Regions from separate parts of the Mus musculus genome. Here all the other regions are linked to region 3. A link is a contact called in public promoter capture Hi-C data. All regions are on one chromosome and are shown on one strand. The core of a region is the stretch at or near the end of the contact, and the rest is flanking DNA. Distances in the headings are between cores, read along the strand shown.

What was found. Promoter capture Hi-C pulls out the DNA fragments that hold promoters and counts their contacts. Capture Hi-C pulls out chosen DNA fragments and counts their contacts.
Region 1: a contact with region 3 is called in a promoter capture Hi-C map of liver, with 2.9 times the contacts expected there. The contact joins the promoter of Snx16 here to the promoter of Zbtb10 in region 3. A contact is called at or near these places in 5 of 39 promoter capture datasets (hippocampal neurons, liver, neutrophils and 1 more), 1 of 484 Hi-C or Micro-C datasets (muscle stem cells) and 2 of 9 other capture datasets (adipose tissue and liver).
Region 2: a promoter capture Hi-C map of liver shows a contact between it and region 3, with 2.7 times the contacts expected there. The contact joins the promoter of Impa1 here to the promoter of Zbtb10 in region 3. A contact is called at or near these places in 12 of 39 promoter capture datasets (the 3T3-L1 cell line, the HPC-7 cell line, HPC-7-derived erythroid cells and 7 more), 3 of 484 Hi-C or Micro-C datasets (CD4 T cells, pre-B cells and regulatory T cells), 3 of 115 datasets of contacts at active chromatin or transcription factors (astrocytes, large pre-B cells and microglia) and 3 of 9 other capture datasets (adipose tissue, liver and macrophages).
Region 4: a contact with region 3 is called in a promoter capture Hi-C map of liver, with 4 times the contacts expected there. The contact joins the promoter of Zfand1 here to the promoter of Zbtb10 in region 3. A contact is called at or near these places in 3 of 39 promoter capture datasets (hippocampal neurons and liver), 3 of 484 Hi-C or Micro-C datasets (CD4 T cells, regulatory T cells and uterus), 1 of 115 datasets of contacts at active chromatin or transcription factors (microglia) and 3 of 9 other capture datasets (adipose tissue, liver and macrophages).

Annotation. Positions count from the first base shown.
Region 1 is chr3:10,438,579-10,441,403 of GRCm38.p6, forward strand. Snx16 (sorting nexin 16) reads right to left here and starts at 1,552. Exons shown (of 8, transcript NM_029068.4): 1 at 1,337-1,552.
Region 2 is chr3:10,330,110-10,332,809 of GRCm38.p6, forward strand. It overlaps Impa1 (inositol (myo)-1(or 4)-monophosphatase 1), which reads right to left and starts at 1,330. Exons shown (of 9, transcript NM_018864.6): 1 at 1,213-1,330. Slc10a5 (solute carrier family 10 (sodium/bile acid cotransporter family), member 5) reads right to left here. Exons shown (of 1, transcript NM_001010834.2): 1 at 1,625-2,700.
Region 3 is chr3:9,249,115-9,251,884 of GRCm38.p6, forward strand. It overlaps Zbtb10 (zinc finger and BTB domain containing 10), which reads left to right and starts at 1,453. Exons shown (of 6, transcript NM_177660.3): 1 at 1,453-2,770. The coding sequence starts at 2,016.
Region 4 is chr3:10,350,006-10,352,940 of GRCm38.p6, forward strand. It overlaps Zfand1 (zinc finger, AN1-type domain 1), which reads right to left and starts at 1,312. Exons shown (of 8, transcript NM_025512.3): 1 at 1,237-1,312. The coding sequence starts at 1,291.

The DNA.
Region 1 (2,825 bases), core at 302-2,801, 1.2 Mb after region 3:
ATACATTCAAACATATTTCCTGTCTACTCCCACTCAAAAAATGGAAGCAGAAGGAGAAGTTTTGTCGTCCTGGTTGTACTATATGCAACATAGGAACAGAAGAAGGAAAAAAGTCATTCATTTTACTTTTTTATAGAATTACTGAAACTCCCAAGGATTTACACAGGCTAATCATAGTCAGTCCGAAGTTTGATTATTACTAAGGAATGCTCTTTTACTTTGATTGAGATTTGCAATGCTATGCATGCATTCTAAACCTCTTCCTTAAAAAATATGTTAATTTTTAGGCAGGGTCTTACAAGGTTGTTGCCTGTGAACTTGCTAAGTAAGTAGCCTAGGTAGGTTTGAACTTTTGATCTTGCAGCCTCCATAGGTGCTGGGATACACACCTGTACTACCAAGCCAGCAACAACTGTCTTGAAAGTAACATTTTTTTTTAAACTTAGCATCAAATATATTTCAAATGCAAACTTGGTAAAGTTAACGAAAAAAAAGGGGGGGGGAAGGTATCAGGTTTACAGTCAATCAAATTAAATCATTAAAAGTTTTGCTTTTTGATTCTAGATTATTCATTCTCAATAACCTAAGGTCCAAAAGATGGTTATATTGTATGTCTGAATAATTTTGTAGAATAAAGAAGTAATGACTTACCATTACGACGTTAAGTAATAAACTCAGAAATGTTAAGTAGCGACCAGGAGAAATGACAGGTCTATTTATACACAGCAACAGGGGGTCTACCAGCCCAACTTTATTTACTGTCCTCTTAGCAAGCTGTCCCCTCTGGATGTAGGAAGTTTAAACAGGGTGTCTAACCTCACGCGGCCAGTGCAACCTTCCTTATTGTGGAACATTCAAGAAACTTGAGCTACGGACTCACCCCTTGGGTGAATCCTGACCCCCACCCCGCACCTCCCCAGAAGAACCGCGCAGGATTCTCGTAGCTCCGGCGCTGGCCTCTGACATCTGCCACCTGAGGCCCCGGGCTGCCAAGGGCGGCCTCGGGGTGCGCCCGGGGACTTCCACCCGCGGGAGCGCCGAGCGGCGGAGGGAGGGCGTGTCGCCTTCTTCGGGGGCGCCTGACCTCGTACCCAGGAGGATGCTCCCGCGCTACCTGGGGAGGAGGGTGACAGCACGGTGGCGGAACGCAGGCCCGGGGAAGCTGGCAGGGCGACGCGGTCCGCGCGGGCCGCGAGCCCTCAGGCCGGGCTCCCGCACCTGCAGTCCTCCCGGGCCAGGCGCGCCCAGGGGTGCGGCGGGGTCCAGGCTCCCCCGCGCCCCGCAGCCTCCCGCGCGCCCGCCCGCCGTCCAGGCGGCAGGTGTCCCCGCGTCCTACCTCGGCGCGCTCCGCGACCCCACGCCGTCAGGGGAAGGAAGGCGGCTCCTGTTGGACTGCGGCGGGTCGCGTCCTGCCCGGGCACTCGGACTCCTCACGTGACCCTCCGCCCCGGAGCAGCCGCTCGGTGCCTGGGCACAGCCACCCAGCCAGGTTCCCGCGAACCGAGGGAAGGGACGGCCTCGAGTGGGAGGGGGAGGTATGCCGCTCCAGGAAGTGACGTCACAGCACGGCACCGCCCCCGGAGGCCCACACTGGGATTGCTGGTCCCTGTCTCTGCAGTGGCCCGAACAAATCTAATTTTATCACAGGGAATCGACAGTTTTTTTTCCACAGGCTTTATTACTAGGGAGTTTCTGAGAAATGGGGCTACAATATCTAGTTTGCCAAGTAGATGAAGAGAAGACTTCAATTCCCAGAAGGCACTTTGGCTAGCATAAGTTCGGGCTAGAGCTTTGCATCATGGGACTTGTAGTTATCACTGGTTGGGGGGGGAGGTCTAGAAGGTTAGTCATTTTCCATAATTAGCATTTCTTTGATGGATTGACAACTGATTTGAAGAGTAGGCAGATAGAACACTATTTTATTGTGTATTTGTCCCTGTAATTTAGGACTATGGTAAAGATTCCTGAATGCCTGAATTTCTGAATTTAGCCCAAGTGAAAACAGTATTAGGCTGCTTAGATTTGCTAATTTGAAAACCTTTAGTGTTTCAGCAACACTATTATTTAATATTATATATCAAAGTTTACAGAACCATTTGTCAGTACAATCGAGTTGTCTTATTTAAAGATCATTCAATGATTTCTAGGGCTTTGGAGCGATACCTAGAAGGGGAAAATTGAGAGTGGTGATTCCAAAATGATAATGTGATTTCTGACATAGGTGTAGCTTTTATTGGAGAAATAAGTATGAGATAAACAGAATTCGTTGAAAACATAAAGATATTTTCAGGATGAAATTGCCCTTTTTGTCCTTGAATTAATATAATTGAATAAAGGGAAGAAAAAAGTAAGGCAAAGAAAAATGAACCTTGGAATAGTTTTCTTAATAGGGCTCCAGGGGCCAAGGAAAGAAAAGCGCTCAAGAAATAAGAGTGTACAGGTAGCATAGTTTGAAGAAAGATGAAGATCTTGTAAAGGTTGTTGGAACTGTTTGAGTAATTTTTTTTCAGATTATTGAGTGGAACATAACAGGATATACATATATACAAACATATACATATATACATATGTATATATCGCATATTTTCTGGTATTGATAAATGGCTAGATTTTACTTTCAGGAGATAACTAGACATTTTTAGTAATCAAAGAAGAACATTCTGTGTGTTGTCAGATAAGGGCTACAACATAATCTATATATACAATATAATCTATATATATACTGGCCGGTTCCTACTTATAGACTTTTAGTTTACACTCTATGCAGTGGTCCACAATAGAAATGAACTGTTTACACAGCTTACAGAATAAGATTATTTTTCTGA
Region 2 (2,700 bases), core at 80-2,579, 1.1 Mb after region 3:
TCCTTCTTATTGATATAAGGTGGGCTTCAAGCTTTGAGCATCCTCGCTTAGTCTTCAGAATGCTGGTGGGATTACAGACATTTGCCCTCACGCCTAAGCGCCTTTTCCTGTGATCCAAGCGTCCAAGCAAGCATATAAAAGGCGCTTTGAGTTATAGAATAAACTCCTTACAGCTCTTCAAGAATGCTTTCCAAACTTGGTCACACTTGTTCTTACTGCTCTCTTCTATTCTGTCACAACTGGACATTCTTGGGCTGGGCTTGCCTCCTCACCACTTGCTTCCTCAAGCCACTCACACTTTACCTTGTGACAACATGAACAGAACACCTCCTGACTCCCCAGGACTGTTTCAAAAGCCATCCATCGAATCTTCAACCCAACAGATATCAAGCAATAGACAGTTGCAGAAAAACTGCTGTTGCTATGCAACATTTGGTCATTTATAATGCATGCTACATCTTCTTAATCAGTTCTAATATTCCTTGAGGAAAGGAGGCTGATAAATAAAAATTTCTGAGGTGCCCTAAAATGTAGAGGTCCAGAAGAGGGAAGACACAAGGGAAGTTAATTAGGTAACAGTTCTCTGGGGTTTGTTCTGGCTTTGTGGAGCATGGTGGGGGGCAAGAATAGAGACTTTAAAAGCCTGTGCCTTGAAATTCAATTATAGCGTTAGCTCATCAGAGGCACTTTTTTAGCTTTGTTGCTGGTAGTTTACAAAATGTGCCCCAAGTCTTGGTCCATTTCCTAGCTGATATATATTAATGGCTCAATAAACCCTTTTATTTCAAAGACCTTTGCTTCAAGACTTGTTTTCACGGGGGTCATATTCTATCACCCTCACTTTGGGAACAAAATCATACAGACTTAAAATTGTTTCTATCCTATACAGGCCCCGCTCCCGACGCAGGACATCACCGGACCTGGTCTTGTTCACCCCTAATCCTGTAAATTCGTGAGCCAGGGAACTTGCCGTGTAGAGCCCTGAGGGCTTGGGCAGAGCCGGGCTCATTCTGCGACACAGAACCTCAGAGATCGAGGACCGCCTGGCGAACCCGCTCGGCTGTTTCCGGAGCGCTACGGAGAGCACCGCCGGGAGGAGGGCCCGGCAGGCGCCCCGGCCCAGCATGGGGAGAGCTTGTCTGCAGCCCGCACAACCCCCCGCCTCGGCCACCGAATAACGCTGCACGGAAGCCAGGGACAGAACCGACTCACCTCGCGCGAGCGCACCGCGATCGATGCTCAACCGCCGGCGTCCGAGGGCTCGGTTCTTCGGCTCTTCCGGAGGTAACGGGGATTGCTCCGACAGGAAGTCCCGCCCCATTAAAACCCCGCCTTCACGTCTTCGCTCAGACTGGAGGTGTAAGCCGGGCCGAATTTGCCTTTGTAAGGGCTGGTCCGGTTGAAGTTACCGTGTTCTGGCATTCTCCTGCATACCCTTTCTTCTCTAAGAATCCCGTTTTCAAATCTCCACTTTTGTCTTTATTAGTTTATTTTTTTATTAGTTTATATCATATATGTTATATATTAGTGAAATTAAATATATATAATATATTATATATTATATATTAAATTATATATAAATTATATTAGTTAAATTTCTTTATTAGTTTATATTTTCCCATTTCCCATTCTGCTCTTCGGCTACAGCTAAATTGGAGTTGTGACTGTCATTGGGCACTCTCATTTGTTAAACCTGTAAGCCTAAAGGAGATTTTTATTTTTATTTTTTGCACCAACTCTCTTCTCCATAATTCACTTAGATACAGGTTGTTTGTTGTGGACTTGACGGCGGCAGGCAGTTGCTCTCCGCACCTGCAGCCCTCAATACTAAGGACCATAGGCTTTGTAAATACTATACAAGCACCCTGTCTTTGAGCCGCTTTCAAAGGCGTCGATTTTTAGCAGTGTTCCATTATGTAGCATAGGTTGGCTTCTGAAGTCTTTGAGCATCCTGCCTCCACTTTCGGGCTACAGGCACCTGCCACCACACCAGACAGCACTTGTGCTCTTACGTGCTTAAACATAAGTGTTAGAACGGTTTCATGAAGAGTCCCTGCACAATACAGATGAGGAAAACAAAGCTTGGAGAAGTCAGGGGATTTGTCCCAAACTCACACAACAAGAGCATAGCACCCTGACTCCAAAATCCGCAGAGAATCTTCATGGCTCAACCACTTGCTCTGGATGACCAACAAAGGCTAGTTTATGGTTCTTAAAATGTTTCCTCACGTGGAACAGTACCATGGTAAGTATGTTACTTTTAAGTGGAACTCTATCCAGATGACCTACCCACAAGATGACCACAATGCCCTGGCATAATTACTTGTGAAGTGATTGGTTCTCAGGAATCAAAACAAGAAATTATCAACAACATGTAACATGTCTCAGAGATGAGTGGCAGGGACAGCAAATCGGATTGATAAACCCACAAAGACAAAATGAGTCTACTCTTCTGAAGCCTGCTGCCTTAAGACACTGATGTGGGTGTCTATCACATACTCATGGTTTTTTGCTCTTCCACAAAAGACCTTCAAGAGCTTGGTTTTGGGGTCCTCTATTATCAGTTGTTTGAAAATAAAAATCTTATCAAATGCATGCTGTATGAGTGAAAGAGCCTCCCCTGACATTGCAAAGCAGGACAGATGAGGGACCAGGTATCAGATGTCTTTACATTAAATGATCGCTAGCTTCCTCCATCAG
Region 3 (2,770 bases), core at 203-2,702:
AGCCGGGTGTGGTGGCACACGCCTTTAATCCCAGCACTTGGGAGGCAGAGGCAGGTGGATTTCTGAGTTCGAGGCCAGCCTGGTCTACAGAGTGAGTTCCAAGACAGCCAGGGCTACACAGAGAAACCCTGACTCGAAAAACAAAAACAAAACAAAACAAAACAAAAAATTAAGAAAGGCAGGGGGAAAAAAAACAGGAAAGAAAGCCTGAAATAGGCTCAAACATACGAATTTTTAAATTAAGCTTGTGCAACATGGTGGTTCACACCTGTAATACCAGAACTCGAGATACTGAGGCAGGATCTTTGTGTGTATCCCTGGCTGACCTAAAATGTAGACTAGGCTGGCCTTGACCCTGTTTCAAAAATCGCTCCCAATAAATAACAGATAAATCGACCTCACTTTGTGAATTAATGAGTGTAAACGTGCTAATGTTTTCCAAATAGAGCATAGTTAATGGGGAGGGTGAGTTTAAGGGTTCTTAATTGGCAAGGCCTCTTTCTGAAAAACAAAAACAAAAAAGTAAACTAATATAACTTAGGGAGGTTCATTTCCAGCTTAGACCGATGTAATCACTCTAAATTCCATACGCGATGCCAAGAGCTTTTCTCAAAATCCTAAAAATTAATTCTCATCTACACACCCTGTCTTCGGAGCTGCACTCCCTTCGCGGCCGCACGCGGCGCCCGCAGCAGCTGACTCCTCCCCGTTCATGGGGAAAACCCTGCCTAATATTTATAACGCTATGACATACTGTAATACTCACAAGGTGGTTGTAGAAGTATAAACACGACTGGAGATATCTGATTGGCTGCTGGTGATGTAACACCCATGTCAATACTTCCCACTGAACGCACGTGTTCGACCTTTTATTTAAATTTCCATTTCATCACAGCAATAAGACACTCGGGGCGGTGCATTTTCTGCGAAACGATCGTCGCCCGGGGCCAGAGGTGCTGCCCGGCGTACACAAGGAGCCCAAGGAGGTGTCCTCGCGAGGGAGGCACCGCCTGGTCCAGTCTTTTGTGCAGGAACAAAATAAGTTCACTTCCTCGGGCACGGCCACCCACCCCTCCCCCGGCAGATGACAGGGCCGGGCGCGCTCCCACCGCACTTACTCCTGGAGTCCCAGGTGAAGTCGTGGCGAGAGCCGGGGACCGTGCGCACGGGCGCGCCGCGGCGAGCCGGCCCCTGACACCCGCCAGCTGTTTGTCCTGGCCGAGCCGGCCCCGCCCCGAGACCCCAGCCCGTGCCCCGCCCGCTTCCTTCCCGTGGCCGCACCCCCGCCCGCGGGCCCGAGCGGCCGGCCCCTTTCCCGGTCCCCGGGCGCCCCCGGCCCAGCCCAGCCCGGCCCAGCCCGCCCCCTCCCCCGGCCGGCCCCCACCCTCTCCCCCTCCAGCGGTTACTGCTACCCCGGTGCATTGTGGGCGCACGGTCCGTTGTTCATTTGCCATTCGACCTCCGCCAGGGCCTGGTCGGACGGAAACGCTCCGCCGGCTTTATTGTCGGCTCGCTATGTGGCGGAGCCTGGCGGCTTAGCGCGCCTCTCGCGTCCGCGCCTCGGCAGCCGGCGGCGGCGACACGACTCCCCCCGAGGACGGAGATCTGTTGGCGGGCCGGTGTGTGCGCGCAGCGCTGAAGCGGGGCAGCGGAGGGGCAACCGCACTCCTCCTCAACTTCGAAGGCCGCACGCGCCCGGCTCGCCGCTCCGCTGCCCGCCCACCGCTCCGCGCGGGACGCTGCCCGGAGCGCGGCGGGGCGCGGGTGGAGAGGACGCGGCTGGGACGGCGGCGGCAGTAGACGCGTGCGGCGGCCCGGGAGCGAGCGCGAGCCGGCGGGAGGGTGAGGCCGGGCCGGCGGGAGCGCAGCGCAGAGCGGCGCAGCGCAGCGCCGGGGGCGGGGGCGGGGGCGAAGCGTTGGGGGAGCCGCGGCGAGCGCGCGGGACGCGGCCGGAGCCCGGGCGCGAGCCGAGGCACCGGGCGGCGGCGGCGGCGGCGGTGACCGCGGCGCGCGCCATGTCGTTCAGTGAGATGAACCGCAGGACGCTGGCGTTCCGAGGAGGCGGGTTGGTCACCGGCGGCGGCGGCCCCACGAACAATAACGCTGGCGGGGAGGCCTCTTCTTGGCCTCCGCAGCCGCAACCGCGACTGCCCGCGCCGCCCGCGCCGCAGCAGCCGAATGGGCGCGGGGCCGACGAGGAAATGGAATTGGAGGGCCTGGAGCCCCAGGACTCGGAGGCCGCCGCCGGCGCGGCCGCCGCCGAGGACGTCAAGGAGTTGCTGCTGCTCCCTCAGGACACGGGCGGCCCCTCCTTGCTGGGCGGCGGCGCGGGGGGCCCCCTGCTAGCGGAAAGGAACCGTCGGACTCTGGCCTTCCGCGGGGGAGGCGGCGGGGGTCTCGGCAACAATGGCAGCAGCCGCGGCCGCCCGGAGACCTCGGCGTGGCCCCTCAGGCATTTCAATGGGCGAGGGCCGGCGGCCGTGGATCCGGAGCTGGACGCGCTGGAGGGGAAGGAGTGGATGCAGGACGGGGCGTCCCTGAGCTACAGCACCGAGGAGGAGGGGGCGAGCCCGGGCGATGGCAGTGGGGCGGAAGGCGGCAGCTGCAGCAGCAGCAGGCGGTCGGGCGGCGATGGTGGGGACGAAGCGGAGGGCAGCGGTGTGGGAGCTGGCGAAGGAGAGACTGTCCAGCACTTCCCGCTCGCGAGGCCCAAGTCCCTCTTGCAGAAGCTCCAGTGCTCCTTCCAGACCTCTTGGCTCAAGGACTTCCC
Region 4 (2,935 bases), core at 62-2,561, 1.1 Mb after region 3:
GGGTCCTGCCTACAGCCATGCTCCTGTCTGAGACACACGCCGAGGTTTGGATTACAGACTTTGTCACTGGCCCATTATGTCACTTTCAATGGGAAAAATTGGTTGTGTTTGCTATTTTGAGACTTAGAGGGTTCAAGCAAGTATTATATGCCATTCAAGGTAGCCCAGGAGGAAGAGTTATGATTAAAATAATTTCTTAGCATCACATATCCCTACTTAACTGCACCCCCTTTCTGCTAGTCCAAGAGATAGGCCTCATCTTAATAACACTACAGATATGTGAAACTGGAAAGGATGAGCTATATCACAGATGGTAGATATATTTAGACATACTAGTAAATCAACCTGACAAGATGTATATAACTTAACAGTCAAATTCAAATAGCCAAGCTTCCCTAGGAAAGGACTACATGGGGAAAAAAAACCAAAAAACAAAAACAAAATTGATCTGCTGAGTGAATGGTAAAGGACATATACAACAACACGTCCTGTCTTGCCTTTGCTTAGTGCAGGCATCACCTACTGCAGGAATCCAGGCCAAACCCAAGAGCTGCATTCAAGACCTTGTTAGGAACTAACAGAAGCTGCAGCATGAGGAAACCCTCTGCTCACATTTGGAGTGCGATCTAACAGACTGTGAGCCTGACGCTTTAAGGACTTGCCGGCTATAGGAGTCTAAACACCCTGAACTTTGACGCATACCACCAGGGCCTATGTTTATGACAAGGTCTACCATTACCATAGTATTTATTAAACCTTCCTAAAATGTGGTTTACTGATCTGCAACTAATAGCTTAAGTTAATATTAGAAACACCAAGACGTCTAAAAACCTGCGAACACACTGCTGAAAACTGATGCTCTTCAACGCATTTGTCAGACAAAAAAATAAAAAATCAATCAAGAAAAAGCCTGGGAAAGTGGATGCTCCACGGTGGCAATGGTAAGGACCGAGGGGAACTGGAGTCCTGATCTAAGTCGCTTCGCCGACCAGGGCTTCTTGAGCAAGGCCATCTGGATACCCCGAGGAGTCTGCAAGGTGTGCATTCGGGATCTGCGTGCAAACCAAGGGAGCCACAAAGTTCGCCCCTACACCGAGGAACAGTAACAAAGACACCACCAGTATCACCCTGGAAGGTCGCTCACGCCCCGCGTCCTCCCTCACCCGCCGCCACCGCCCCGGCCGTCAGAACCCGGCCCAGGTCTCCCGCGGATGAAAATGGGGCTTCCAGCGTCACCTCGCTGCCGGCAGTGCTGCACCTGGCAGTGCTGCCCAATGTCCAACTCCGCCATCTTTCCACCGCCGCAAGGGCAGGGGGCGGGGCAGCGCTGGGAACGTCAGTCCGGAGCGGGCAGGACCGAGGGCGGGGCGTCCTGTGAGGTGGGTGGGGCCTGTAGTGGGGCAAGGCGGGGCTTTCGGGGGCGGGACCCCCGGTGGGGTGGGGCGGGACTCCGCGATGGGGCGAGGCGAGCATGCGGGGCGGGGCCCACAGGAGAGGCGGGGCCTTGAAGACACTTGCGCGCTTCCTGGAGGTTCCAGCACTCTCCAGAAAGAGAAGAGACTTAGTAGAACTCAATTCTTGTAGCTGAGGTTCTCGGGCTCAAATTTGAGAAAAACCTAGCTCCTCTTTTGGAAACTGCACTCGCTGTTCTCTACATTGAGTCTCCAAAATTGAGAACTCCCTCACGAAGATTTCTTGATTTCTTAAGTAACTGTATTCCCAGGAGCCAACAAAGACCTGGCAAGAAGGAGCTAAAGGAGTCTGCAACCCTATAGGTAGAACAACAATATGAACTAACCAGTACCCCCAGAGCTCATGTATATGTAGCAGAAGATGGCCTAGTCGGTCATCATTGGGAAGAGAGGCCCCTTGGTCTTGCAAACTTTATATGCCCCAGTACAGGGGAACGCCAGGGCCAAGAAGTGGGAGTGGGTGGGTAGGAGAGTGGGGGGAGGGCATGGGGGACTTTTGGGATAGCATTGGAAATGTAATTGAAGAAAATACCTAATTAAAAAAAAAAGAATGCTAGCAAAAAAAAAAAATGTTATAGCAATCAAGAGAGGTACCGGGACACTGATTACTATATTGTCTTGATGTTTTAGTTTGAAGTAAATGCCCTCACCATGAAAGCATTAGGCTTTTGTTTTTAATTTAAAGGCTTCTTTTAATTATTTGTTAAAATTCTAGTAAGGAAAAAAAAAAATACATGCAACTAAAGTGTACATCGCTCCTCGGTTAGGAGAGCACACTGCAGAGGCAAGCTCCTAGGTCATAGGATGAAGGGAGCTGTTTGATGTCTGACGAGCCTCTTCATTAGAACTAAGGGGAGGCCTTGCCTTGTAGGTGGGGTAGGAAGGGATGTCTTTCTACTGACAAGACACTGGACACAATCAGAGTGGATGAGTGACAATCAGCTGCAGACCTGAATAGTCTCCCATGTGACTTAAGGGTACTCAAATGCTCTCCTGAAGAGTAAAGTGAATACAATTGCCACACACCATACTTTTTCAGTGCATTCTGGATATTCGAACAGACACCACAGGCTTGGGCAGCAAACAGTTTTTTCAGAGAGCTAACTCCCAGCCCTTGCGATTTCTTGAATCTAAGGCTCAGCAACTTACGTTTTACTAATGTTGGTACAGTCAAGCAACAGTAGATTTTCTAGAATGTTACCGTGACTGAATGTTCTAAATAGATGGCAAATATATATCCCACCAATCCAATCAGAACATTTCTTTTTCAGCTCTTGGAGATCTCATAGCAGCCCAAGACTAAAGTTTAGCTACTCCTATCCCCGAGTCTCCTTTTCTGGTTTTTTCTTTAGATATTATTTACCAAAATCTATCTCTCCATCTATTTGTGTTCAACCCCTTTGTTAAATATATCCTCACTGATGAAATTCCAGTGATAAATGAATCAGAAACTCCTCTACCTC